Linked DNA regions of Macaca mulatta: region 1 is linked to region 2. Evidence: chromatin contacts called from public Hi-C data. All regions are on one chromosome and are shown on one strand. The core of a region is the stretch at or near the end of the contact, and the rest is flanking DNA. Distances in the headings are between cores, read along the strand shown.

Evidence for each region. A called contact is a pair of places that touch in the nucleus more often than the background predicts.
Region 1: a contact with region 2 is called in a Hi-C map of fetal cortical plate, with 2.7 times the contacts expected there. The contact joins the promoter of TUT1 here to the promoter of SLC3A2 in region 2. A contact is called at or near these places in 4 of 14 Hi-C or Micro-C datasets (CD4 T cells, cortical neurons, fetal cortex germinal zone and 1 more).

The regions. Positions count from the first base shown.
Region 1 is chr14:11,473,391-11,479,573 of T2T-MMU8v2.0, reverse strand. TUT1 (terminal uridylyl transferase 1, U6 snRNA-specific) reads right to left here and starts at 3,457. Exons shown (of 9, transcript XM_077962486.1): 1 at 3,288-3,457; 2 at 621-811. The coding sequence starts at 3,369. MTA2 (metastasis associated 1 family member 2) reads right to left here. Exons shown (of 18, transcript NM_001266061.1): 17 at 6,117-6,183; 18 at 5,084-5,892. The coding sequence ends at 5,727.
Region 2 is chr14:11,198,786-11,204,869 of T2T-MMU8v2.0, reverse strand. SLC3A2 (solute carrier family 3 member 2) reads left to right here and starts at 1,813. Exons shown (of 12, transcript XM_077962507.1): 1 at 1,813-2,062. The coding sequence starts at 1,951. LOC718486 (a long non-coding RNA gene) reads right to left here and starts at 2,439. Exons shown (of 10, transcript XR_013403642.1): 1 at 1,551-2,439; 2 at 1,114-1,155; 3 at 824-907; 4 at 577-627; 5 at 202-234. It overlaps LOC114672513 (small nucleolar RNA SNORD26), which reads right to left and starts at 1,056; the gene lies at 983-1,056. It overlaps LOC114672512 (small nucleolar RNA SNORD27), which reads right to left and starts at 772; the gene lies at 701-772. It also overlaps LOC114672511.

The sequences.
Region 1 (6,183 bases), core at 2,208-4,707, 270 kb before region 2:
GGGAGGCTGAGGCAGGAGAATGGCGTAAACCTGGGAGGCGGAGCTTGCAGTGAGCTGAGATCCGGCCACTGCACTCCAGCCCGGGCAACAGAGCGAGACTCCGTCTCAAAAAAAAAAAAAAAAAAAAAAAATTCAAAGGGCGGGGGAGGTGTGAGAAGCTCCCAAAGTTGGCCAAGCCCAAATACTGTGATGTCCATCAAGAACAAGCCACATTAGGAACCAGCTCAAAGAGGCTGTTGGTTTCTCTCTCTTGTCTCTTTGGTACACAGCACATCTGATTCATTCTTTTTTTTTTTTTTTTCTTTTTTTAAGATGGAGTCTTGCTCTGTCATCCAGACTGGAGTGCAGTGGCACGATCTCAGCTTACTGCAACCTCTGCCTCCCAGGTTCAAGCAATTCTCCTGCCTTAGCCACCCAAGTAGCTGGGACTACAGGCATGCGTCACCACACCCAGCTAATTTTTTATTTTTAGTAGAGATGGGGGGGTTTCACCATGTTGTCCAACTCCTGACCTCAGGATGGATCCGCCTGCCTCAGCCTCCCAAAGTGTTGGGATTACAGGCGTGAGCCATCGCACCCAGTCCTGATTCATTCTTTACCCCGAGAGCCATTCACTTTACCTTGTCCTTGTCCATGACAACACTGGCCACAGGTCCAAATGCTTGGAAATACTCAGAGAGCTGAGCAGAATCCACATCCCTGGGAAAGCCACTGACAAATACACTTCGAAGTCCCTGGGCCTTTCTCGCAGCTCGTAGTTCCACCAGGTGCCGGTGCTTTCTGCCTCCCAAGTGGGCATCAAGGCTGGGTCCTGCAAAGACAAGTGTGAGATAAAAACATCCAAAGCACTCTTCAGCGTGTCTGCCTTTGCTCTCTGCATACCTAAATCTTACTGATCCTTCCAAGCCACAGAAACTGTGACCTTTGACTAAACAAAGTCTTGGCTCCTTTCACCTTCCTCTCTTATACATTTGTCTAAATAGTACATTCTTTTTTAAAAAATTTTTTTTAAAAGTCTCACTGTCACCCCCGCTGGAGTTCAGTGGCACAGTCTCCACTCACTGCAATTTCTGCCGCCCAGGTTCTACAAATTCTCCTGCCTCAGCCTCCTGAGTAGCTGGGACTACAGGTGTGTGTCACCACGCCTAGCTAATTTTTGTATTTTTAGTAGAGACAGGTTCCCAGGAGAACTGGCTACACTATAAGTATTTCGTTTATTTTTACTTAAAGAACTGTGTGATAGTAAAGTCCTTCTTAAACCACCTATTTGTGCTAGGTAGAGCTGGAAAGAAATTAACAGGTAACTTATCCAGGTCATCTACAGAAGAACTAAAAAAATTCAGATCCTAGAATACTTCGTGGATCATCTCTGGACATGGTATGATACAGTGATGTCAAGGGCAGGATCTGAAATCACATTGCCCAAGTTCAAATCCCAGCTCTGTCAAGCTGTGTGAGACCTTGGTCAAGTCATGAAACCTCACTATGCTTCAACTTCCTCAGATATAAAATGGAAATAACAGTATCTAGCACCTCACACACAGGTATTATTCACATGTATCACTTGGCAGAGAGTCTGGTACATGGTAAATGTTGAAAAACTAGCCATTGCATGCCGGGCGCGGTGGCTCAAGCCTGTAATCCCAGCACTTTGGGAGGCCGAGACGGGTGGATCACGAGGTCAGGAGATCGAGACCATCCTGGCGAACACGGTGAAACCCCGTCTCTACTAAAAAATACAAAAAAATAGCCGGGCGAGATGGCGGGCGCCTGTAATCCCAGTTACTTGGGAGGCTGAGGCAGGAGAATGGCGTAAACCCCGGAGGCGGAGCTTGCAGTGAGCTGAGATCCGGCCACTGCACTCCAGCCGGGGCGACAGAGCGAGACTCCGTCTCAAAAAAAAAAAAAAAAAAAAAAAAAGAAAAACTAGCCATTGCTATTATTTTATTATGAGTTAGCTGCTTGATGTCACTAAAGTAAATGTGGGGCCAAGGAAGACTCCTACGTTTCTGGCTTGGCTTACTGGATGAACAGTGATAGTGCCATTCACAGAGAAAAGGAAGAATGGAAGTAGACCCTGTTTAGGGAAGATTGTGATTCCAGACTTCAAAAGTAGGGCCGGGCACATTGGCTCACACCTGTAATCCCAGCACTTTGGGAGGCCAAGATGGGAAGATCGCTTGAGGCCAGGAGTTGGAGACCAGCCTAGGCAACACGGTGAAACCCCATCTCTACAAAAAATTAAAAAATTAGACAAGGCCGGGCGTGGTGGCTCACGCCTATAATCCCAACACGTTGAGAGGCGGAGGTGGGCGGATCACGGGATCAGGAGACCAAGACCATCCTGGCTAACACGGTGAAACCCCGTCTCTACTAAAAATAAAAAAAATAGCCGGGCATGGTGGTGGGCACCTGTAGTCCCAGCTACTCGGGAGGCTGAGGCAGGAGAATGGCGTGAACCTGGGAGGTGGAGCTTGCAGTGAACCGAGATGGCGCCACTGCACTCCCAGCCTGGGCGACAGAGCGAGACTCCGTCTCAAAAAAAAAAAAAAAATTAGCCAAGTATGGTGGTACACGCTTGTAGACCCAACTACTTGGGAGACTAGCTGGGGGTATCACTCTGCAGCTGAGGTTGAGGCTGCAGTGAGCCGAGATCACACCACTGCACCGCAGCCTGGGTGACAGAGCGAGACCTTGTCTCAAAAAAAAAAAAAAAGTGGAATTTGAAGTTACAGTGAACCCCTTCTCTGTCATACAAGAACCTTGTCCATTTTTCCAAACCCATCTTCTGTCCCTTCCTCACTGGTATCTTATGGTCTAGTCATTCATGCCATCTATTTCATCCGTCCCCGCCTTTGAGTAGGTCCTCTGTAGGGCTTCTCTGATTTAGTTATTGATTCTCTGTGGTCCCACAGTTCTCCAAACATATCTATAAAGCATTGAAACTTTCTCCATCTCTAAACGGTGAGCTCCTTCATCTCTGAACCCCCTTCCCCCACCCTAAAGATCAGCAGAATACCAGGCACAGAGCATATGTCCAATAGATGATGGTTAAAGAAGGAATAAAACAATGAAACGCGTTGTGGAGATTTCGTATACTGAGAAGGAGTGTAATGTGGTGGGACTTTCCCGACTCTCCAAATCCCCTCGGACTTGCGGAGTAAAAACGCAGGTGAGAGACCCTACCAACCGACCTGACAGGAACGATTACCTATAACCCTAACTTTCGCCAGGATCAAAAGACGAAAGCCCGCAACCACCCGGGTCCCTCACTAGCCACCGCTTACGGTTGGCTGTAGTAACGTGGCAGAGGCAGCAGCGGAAACCCCCACGTGGCAGCGATTCGACATCCGAATCCACCGCCGCCATAGCGACTCTCCTGTACCGACAAAAACACAAGCACCTCTGCCACGACCGGAACCCACTTCTCTGAAGCTCAACGCGCTCGGAAGCTACTTCCGCCGGTCCGATAGGAAGTGACATAAGTCGTCCAATTGAGCGGACACACTCCTCCGGAAACCAAGCTCCTTCGACTCCGGGTTCCGTTCCTAGCCGCTGTCGAGTCCCCGCCCGTTTTAGGAAAAGCCGCGCGTTACGATGCTTATCTGCATGCGGCAAGCCGATTGGTGTGCTTTAAGCTGTTCAGGCGTTGATTGGCCCAAAGCGTCGTGAATATTTATGACAGCAGCCACAAAGGCCGGCGCCGGGTAGCGTCTAGCTGCAGCTCCTTCACCCCGCAGTAGATACCCTTGTGTCTGTACCCTCGACCCTTATTTACCCGACGAATAAAGGCAGAGGATCGGCGGCTTCCAATCCTTTGCCCCACGGAGCCCAGGGCTGTTCCTGGACTTCCAACCTTTTCAGGGCTGTTACTCCCTCCCTCCACCCCCTGTCCTCTCGCAAAACGGGTGTTCTGCGACTGCTTCTAGCCCTGGTTGGGGAGCTCTGCCACCACCGGGCACCTTCCGGACTCCACAAGGTCCCTGGAGCCAGGCCCATTCCTTCCGCAGTAGTGGGCTGCGTGGTGTACTCCCGAGGAGCCAGAGCCACTGGCGTACCCCAGAGCAGTGCGACAAGACAAAACCGAGTACCGGTAACTGAGTGAAGACACTGGAGGGGGCGAATGCTGTCAAAGCCCATCTGGTATAATTGTCAGTTCCTCCCAACACCGCCGAGGTGTAGGCTCAGTACAGGGAGGGACTAGAGGAGCTGGGGATGCCCTAGGGACAGGGATCATAAGGAGGTGGAGAGGACTTTCAGATGGGCTCAGCCCACAGCTTTGAATGGCGCAAAGAGCAGTGGACCGAAGGCAGACACCATGGTCTTTGACCTTGAGCGAGTCACAACTGCCGAGGCTGTTCCCCATCTCTAAAGGAAGTGCCCAAGGAGCATATAGTAGGCTGAACTTCTTGTTGTCTCTCCTAAGGTGTTCCTTCTAATGGGCCCTGCTCAGGCATCTAATCTCAGTGTCCCAAACCTTTCAGGCAGGAAACGGTGCTACAGTGGATCAGGGTATCAAGGCAGTTGCTGAGACTGGCCTTGAGGATCCTGAAGCAGCAGGCTGTACACATACACCCAGAGGTGCTCGAGTGGTTCAATGGTAGAATTCTCATCTGCCAAATACACCACACAGCTAGGTGAGGAGATCCTCCTATAACCCCATCACCACCACCAAGGTGGTATACATGTTACCCTGGCTGCCAGCAACTTCCAGAATTCCTTAAGTGAAAGGGAGAGGGGAGTAAGAGGTGGGAAACAGAGGAAGAAACACCCCCATTCTCCTTTCCTATGGAGGCCACCAGTCATCCAGAAAGCTCATCTCAACTCCTGTGAAGGAATCTGGGCCAAGATGGTGCTTGGGCTCCATCACCACTGGGAGCTGGGGAGCAGTTTGGATCCCACAAGAAGGCTAGCTGGAGCAAGCCGCCTCGGTCCAGGCTGCATATCTCATAAAGCTGTTCCCAAGGCAAGAACCATCTGTACCTCCTTTGTTGTCCTTTGTCCTTTATTTTCCCTGTCAAAGACACCCCCAACACACACACAACACACACCCATGGCAAAGAACAGCTGAGCCAGGAGAAGCTGAAGAAAACAGCTTTTTATTTGTTACTATAAGAACCAATTACAGAATCCGAGGTTAAAAAAACGGACAAAAGATCTTTATTTCTGAGAACTGGCGTACAAAAGGCGGAGGGGGAGGGGAGGGAAGGAAAGAGCGAGCATGGCCTGGGGTTGATGCCAGCTTAGGGGCCTCAAACTCCAATTAGGATAGTCCGGACACCGGACAGAAAGAGAAACCCCCAATTAGGAAAAAAAAAAAAAAGACATGGCAGTGCACGCCCCCCTCCCCCAACCAGGTACCACCACCTGTTATCTGTTTACTCTTCCCCTCCCCATCCCCTTTCACAAAGGGAGGCAAAATTTTTAAAAAATTAAAAAACCCTCCCCCCAAAACTGTCCAAGACATCTGTGGGTCCTACCCCCCAAAACAGGCTAGGTTCCCACATGGGCCAAGTTCCTGCAGTCTGTCCTCCATCAGCAAGCATGGAGGCATGAGACAAGTCTCGAGGTTGTAACACCAGAGGGCGCCCAACCCCTCCAGGGACGCACACTCACTTGCTCTCTTCCTTACTCCTCACTCCCTTTGACACGAAAGGGAAGGGAGGTTTGGGTGCCCTGGGCATCCACCCTCTACCTCTCAGCCCACCTCCCTCCCCCACAGGTGCTCAATCCTCCAGGACAATAGGCTCATTAGTGCTGGCAGGATGTGAGGGTGCAGGTAGAGGGACAGGGGGCCGCACTGCCATCAGCGTTGGCTTCACCTTCAGGGGCAAGTTGGGTCGGCGAGCAGCTCGCCGCATTTCCAGATGGGTCAGAGCCTTCCGCAGGGCCCTGGCCAGAAAGAGCAAGTGAGAAACAGAAAAGGCTTAGAGAACACTAAGCCCTCCAGGTGAAGCCCCACATTCCACACTGCAATTCTGCCTTCTGGCCCATTCTTTTCTGGCATCCCCACCCTGCATCCACAACCTTCCTAGAGCTCTTGCTCTGAAACTCCTACTCCCCACACTCACAGCCTGGACTGTCCCTCTCAGCCCCTCCCATGGTAGACTCCCTACCTGGTATCCTTTGTGGCCACAAACACCACAGGATTGGGGGCATCAGCAGGGTTTAGTTTCTGACGCT
Region 2 (6,084 bases), core at 564-3,063:
ACAACTGACAAGCACTAGTCTGACCCTGGGCAGATCAGTGGGCATCTATCTGAGAGAAAAAAGGGGAGGTCTGGAAACATCACTACAGAGAACAAGAGGAACCAGAAAACTTTATGGTTTAAGCAGGCTTTGGTAACAAACATCAAGATGGCTAAGTTATCAATTAGATAATAGGCCCATAGAATTAAAAAAGCAACGTACTGTAAGATAGAGGCAGATTGTCATGAGGAATACCTGGAAAGCAAAGCAAATTAGTTATTTTAAGGTATTAGGATGGAATGAAACTTATTCAAAATCAACAACTGCCATCAGAACTCTAACATGCTATTAATTTTTGTACCTCACAGAACATCAGCTTATCAATTCAAATCATCTGACAGTAAAGTGATCGATATATGGATGAGGATAACAGCGCACCTTTACAAGAACTGTAGTACCGGGTTGCGATCTCGCTTCCCAGAAAATTATCTCAAGAGGAACAAGATGGAAGGCGCCAAAAAACAAAATTGCTTCCGCCGGCCACTTGTTCTCTTGTGAACATTTACAGAGATGACATACACCAATTTGAATAATTACCTGTATTCACCCTGGGAGGCAGCTGAATTCCTCAGGATAGATTATGAGATGCTGTAGACAACAGAGGAAGGCATTTTATGTACCTAAAAATAGTCATTCAAAGACCCCCGAAGACCTCGCTGTCACTTCTCAGTAGTAAGATGACATCACTTATAAGTTCAGCCATATGCTTGTCATTTTGTGTTCATCACGGAGTGGTTATCTAGCAAGGTCTCCTCTGTAAGAGCATAAAAGCATGTACACCTACCTGGAACATTACTGTAACGCTGGCTTTGCAGAAAGATGGGTCTTGTCCCATTCCTTCACCAGTGAGCTTTTGTGGGCTAAACATCTGAAAAAATAACAGCCTTCACTAACACCTCAGACAAATCAATAAGTCCCTGACATTTATTGCGTACAGTACAGTGCTACTCAGAATTTTTGTTTTCTCCACTAATCCATCAGAAAGAGAGAGTTCAGTTTGTAAAATCATCCCCGTAGCAACTTCTACACACTCAACGAAAGAGCAGAGGTTAAGAAATGGCCATAAGAACTTACTGTAACATAGAGCTCTCTTCGATTCCAACGTGCGCGTAAACCCTGCAGACAAGAGTCCAAGAAGACATTAGGTCAACACAGGGCATTTCGAAAACGCTATCTTCTGAGCCGACGGCTAAGTAGGAGGCTTGCAGGGCCCATCTCCTCAGAGTCACTTATCCTCACGGAGCTCAGTACAGGTCTGTGAAAAGGTCCTCATCATAGGGAGGGGACCCGCACGGCCCGCCATCGCCATCTTGTCCTTCACAAAGCCCCGCTGCTACTTAATTTAAGTCTCGAGGCCACCCACAAGACCTCACCCGCCAGTCACCCTGGCTAGACAGCTACAACACAGAAGGCATAGCGCGTGCTATGCGATGTCCGCACAATCGTTCAAAATAAAAGAAACGGACAAAGCACAAAACACTGACAGCTACAAATCTTACGAAATCACTTACCAGCGGCAGTAGAACAATGAGACCGAAATTGGCACGGAGAGACGATTAAATACCATCCCGCAGAGGCCCACGGGATTTGGGGGCGGTGCTATGGCGAGCGCACGCGCATACGTTGACCGCATGCGACCCCGGGGAGTTGTGGGTAGAGAGTTCCAGGGAAGGAGGGCGTGGACAAAGCGCTACCTGAACTTGCGGCGCGAAAAGGGCGCGCATGCGTCCTACGGAACCTCACCGACCGCATTGCGGCTTAGTTTTCTCACCCAGTGCATGTGGCAGGAGCGGTGAGATCACTGCCTCACGCGGATCCTGGACTGACGGTCACGACTGCTTACCCGCTAACCCTGTTCTGAGCTCCCCCTTCCCCCCACACACCCGAAACCTGTGTGCAGGATCCGCCTCCATGGAGCTACAGCCTCCTGAAGCCTCGACCGCCGTCGTTTCGATTCCCCGCCAGCTGCCGGGCTCACATTCGGAGGCTGGTGTCCAGGGTCTCAGCGCGGGGGATGACTCAGGTACTGGATCCCGAGCTAAACTCGGGAGGAGGTCCCCTTTGGGGGAGCCATTTCGGTAAAGTAAGTCAGGGCGTAAGTGCTCCACTGAAGACAGGATCTGATTTTTTTCTAACTGGTCCCCTATGTCCTGCCTTCTGGTGCGTTTTCTTTAGATCTTGGACTACTACGGGCCAGCATTAGCTAACATTTGTGGAGCACCGTCTTAAGCACACTGTATTAATCGATTAATCCATCAAAATCCCAAGAGCTAGGTAGGATGACAGCCCCCTTTATTGATGGGGAACCTTAAAGGGCTCCCGCGGTGCTGCCTGCTGCAACTCCTGCCCGATCACTATGGTTGCAGTCAGCTATAGACTGTTTTACTGAGACCGGACAGCATTAGTTCAGTCGTTCGTGGTAAACATCTACGTGTACAAGCACACTTTATAAACATTTTTTTTTTTCCGAGACAGAGTTCTGCTCTGTCGCCCAGAGTGCAGTGGCGGGATGTCGGTTCACTGCAACCTCTGCCTCCCAGGTTCAAGCGATTCTCCTTCCTCAGCCTCCTGAGTAGCTGGGATTACAGGCTCCCGCAATCATCAAGCCACGCTAATTTTTGTATTTTTAGGAGAGATGGGGTTTCATCACGTTGGCCAGGCTGGTCTCGAACTGCTGACCTGGTGACCTCCTGCCTCAGCCTCCCAAAGTGCTGGGATTACAGGCGTAGGCCACCACACCCGGCCTGGCTCAGCATTTTGGGAGGCCAAGGTGGGAGGATCTCTTGAACCCAAGAGTTCAAGACCAGCCTAAGCAACATAGTGAGAAACCGATACCCATCTCTACAGAAAAATAGAAAAAATTAGCCAGGAGCGGTGGTGCATGCCTGTAGCCTCAGCTACTTGGGAAGCTGAGGTGGGAGGATTGCTTGAGCCCAGAAATTTGAGGCTGTAAGTGAGTTGTGATCAAGCCACTGCACTGCACTCCAGCCTGGATGACTGAGTGAGACCCTGTCTCAAAAAAAAAAAAAAAAGTGGGACAGATAAACTATGGAAAATCAAGATGGCCCAGAGTAGACAGACAAGGCTGGGGAGGTTGTGAGTGGGAATGGCAGTTGGGAAATGCTTTATAGAGTGTCTGGGCCTGAAAGGGTTGAAAGACTCCGGAGGGGAATTCCAGTTAAAGAAACAACTGGAGCACAAGCTTGGTGCAAGAAAAAGAAAGAAGTGTGTGGCTACAATTCATGAAAGATGGGCAAAAGGGGAGTATTAGAATATAAAACTGGAATGTATTTCCTGGGGAAAGCCACATAAGCAGGACCTTGAGAGCAAAGCTAAATCACTTGAATCATAGATAGAAAAAAAAAACCAGGGAGAGTTTTTAAGTAGGAAAGTGATAAGACATTGGGGGATAAGATGGAGACAAGGTCATTAATTAGATTGCCATAGTAGTTTAGGCAAGAGGATTCAATACTAGCAAGTGTAACGGCAGTGGAAGTGGAAAAGAGGGGATTTGGGTTAGGGGTCTCCAACTCACATACAGAAATCAGCTAAGTAATGTAGGTAAGTGAAATGAACTGAGTTGGGACTCTGGTGAACTGGGCAGCCCTTTCACAGCTCCAGCTGATTGTTGCCTTGTGACAGTATTGTCTCTGTGTGATCAAATAGTTTTCAAAAGAATCCAGAAGTCCAGAATTGTGTATTTACCCACTTTAAAATGTTGAGTTTAAATTTTTTTGGCCGGGCGCGGTGGCTCATGTCTGTAATCCTAGCACTTTGGGAGGCCGAAGTGGGCGGATCACCTGAGGTCAGGAGTTAGAGACCAGCATGGCCAACATGGTGAAACCCCTTCTCTACTAAAAATACAAAAATAAGCCGGGCGTGGTGTGGGTGCGGTGGCGGGCGATTGTAATCCCAGCTACTTAGGAGGGTGAGGCAGGAGAAGCGGTTGAACCCGGGAGGTGGAAGTTGCAGTGAGCCAAGATCACCCCACTGCACTCCAGCCTGGGGGACAAGAGCGAGTCTCAAAAACAAACAAACAAAAAACCGAAATATGCCTGTGGGCCAAAGGTGGCCCTCATTGTGAGTTTGCAACCTCTTGTGTAGTGACATAGAATCTACTAGAAAATAGGGCATTTAAAAAAAAGTAGGCTAGGTAGAGCGGCTCACGCCTGTAATCCTGAAGGGGGCCAGCCCCTCCACACCTGTGGGTATTTCTCATCAGGTGGGACGAGACACTGAGAAAATAAGACAGAGAGACAAAGTATAGAGGAAGAAAAGTGGGCCTAGGGGACCGACACTCAGCATAAGGAGGACCCACACCGGCACCGGTCTCTGAGTTCCCTCAGCATTTATTGATCACTATCTCTACCATCTCGGTGAGGGGGATGTGGCAGGACTATAGGGTAATGGTGGGGAGAGGGTCAGCAGGAAAACATGTGAGCAAAGGACTCTGTCATAAATAAGTTTAAGGAAAGGTGCTGTGCCTCGATGTGCATGTAGGCCAGATTTATGTTTGACTTTACACAAACATCTCAGTGGAGTAAAGAGCAGTATTGTCGGCCAGGCACGGTGGCTCACGCCTGTAATCCCAGCACTGTAATCTCAGCACTTTGGGAGGCCCAGACGGGCGGATCACGAGGTCAGGAGATGGAGACCATCCTGGCTAACATGGTGAAACCCCGTCTCTACTAAAATACAAAAAAATTAGCTGGATGTGATGGCGCGCACCTGTAGTCCCAGCTACTTGGGAGGCTGAGGCAGGAGAATGGAGGGAACCCGGGAGGCGGAGCTTGCAGTGAACTGAGATTGCACCACTGCACTCCAGCCTGGGTGACAAGGCAAGACTCCCTCTCAAAAAAAAAAAAAAAAGCAGTATTGCCGCCAGCATGTCTAACCTCCATCGATAAGGCAGTTTTCTCCTATCTCAGTAAATAGAATGTAACGTACGATCAGGTTTTATACCGAGACATTCCATTGCCCAGGGATGAGCAGGAGACAGATAGATGCCTTCCTTTTATCTCAACTGCAAAGAAGCCTTCCTCTTTCACTAATCCTCCTCAGCACAGACCCTTTACGGGTGTCTGGGGGACGGTCAGGTCTTTCCCTTCCCACAAGGCCATATCTCAGGCTGTCTCAGTGGGGAGAAACCTTGGACAATACCCAGGCTTTGTTGGGCAGCAGTCCCTGCGGCCTTCCACAGTGCGTTGTGTCCCTGGGTACTCGAGACCGGAGACTGGAGAATGGCGGTGACTTTTACCAAGCATACTGCCTGCAAACACATTTTTAACAAAGCACATCCTGCACAGCCCTAAATCCATTAAACCTTGAGTCAATACAGCACATGTTTCTGCGAGCACAGTGTTGGGGCTAGGGTTACAGATTAATAGCATCTCAAGGCAGAAGAATTTTTCTTAGTACAGATCAAAATGGAATTTCTTATGTCTTCCTTTTTTACATAGACACAGTAACAGTCTGATCTCTTTTTTCTTTCCCCCACATAATCCCAGCACTTTGGGGGGCCAAGGCAAGCAGCGTGCTTGAGCCCAGGAGTTTGAGACCAGCCTGGACAACATTCGGAGACCCGTCTCTGCAAAAATAAAAATTAGCTGAGTGTGGTGGTGCATGTGTATAGTCCCAGTTCTGGGGGAGGCTGAGGTAGGGAGGATTGCTTGAGCCCAGGAGTTCAAGGCTGCAGTGAGCTTTAATTGTGCAACAAATAGAGACCCTGTCTCAAAAAAAAGAGGGTTTCACTCTTGGTCACTGTAACCTCAAACTCCTGGGCTCAAGCAATCCTCTGGGCTGAGCTGGGAGTACAGGCACTGGCCACTATGCCCAGCTAACTTATTTTACTTTTTGTATAGACAGAGGTCTTGCTGTGTTGCCCAGGCTGGTCTCAAACTCCTGGGCTCAGGTGATTCTCCAGCCTTGGCCTCCCAAAGCAATCTGTAGGTAACAGACTTAGTCTGACTTCCTGGCTCTGGCTTCTTCCCTTCTAGTTCATTCTCCACATTGTAGCCAGAGTGATCTTTACAAATAAAAACTCTG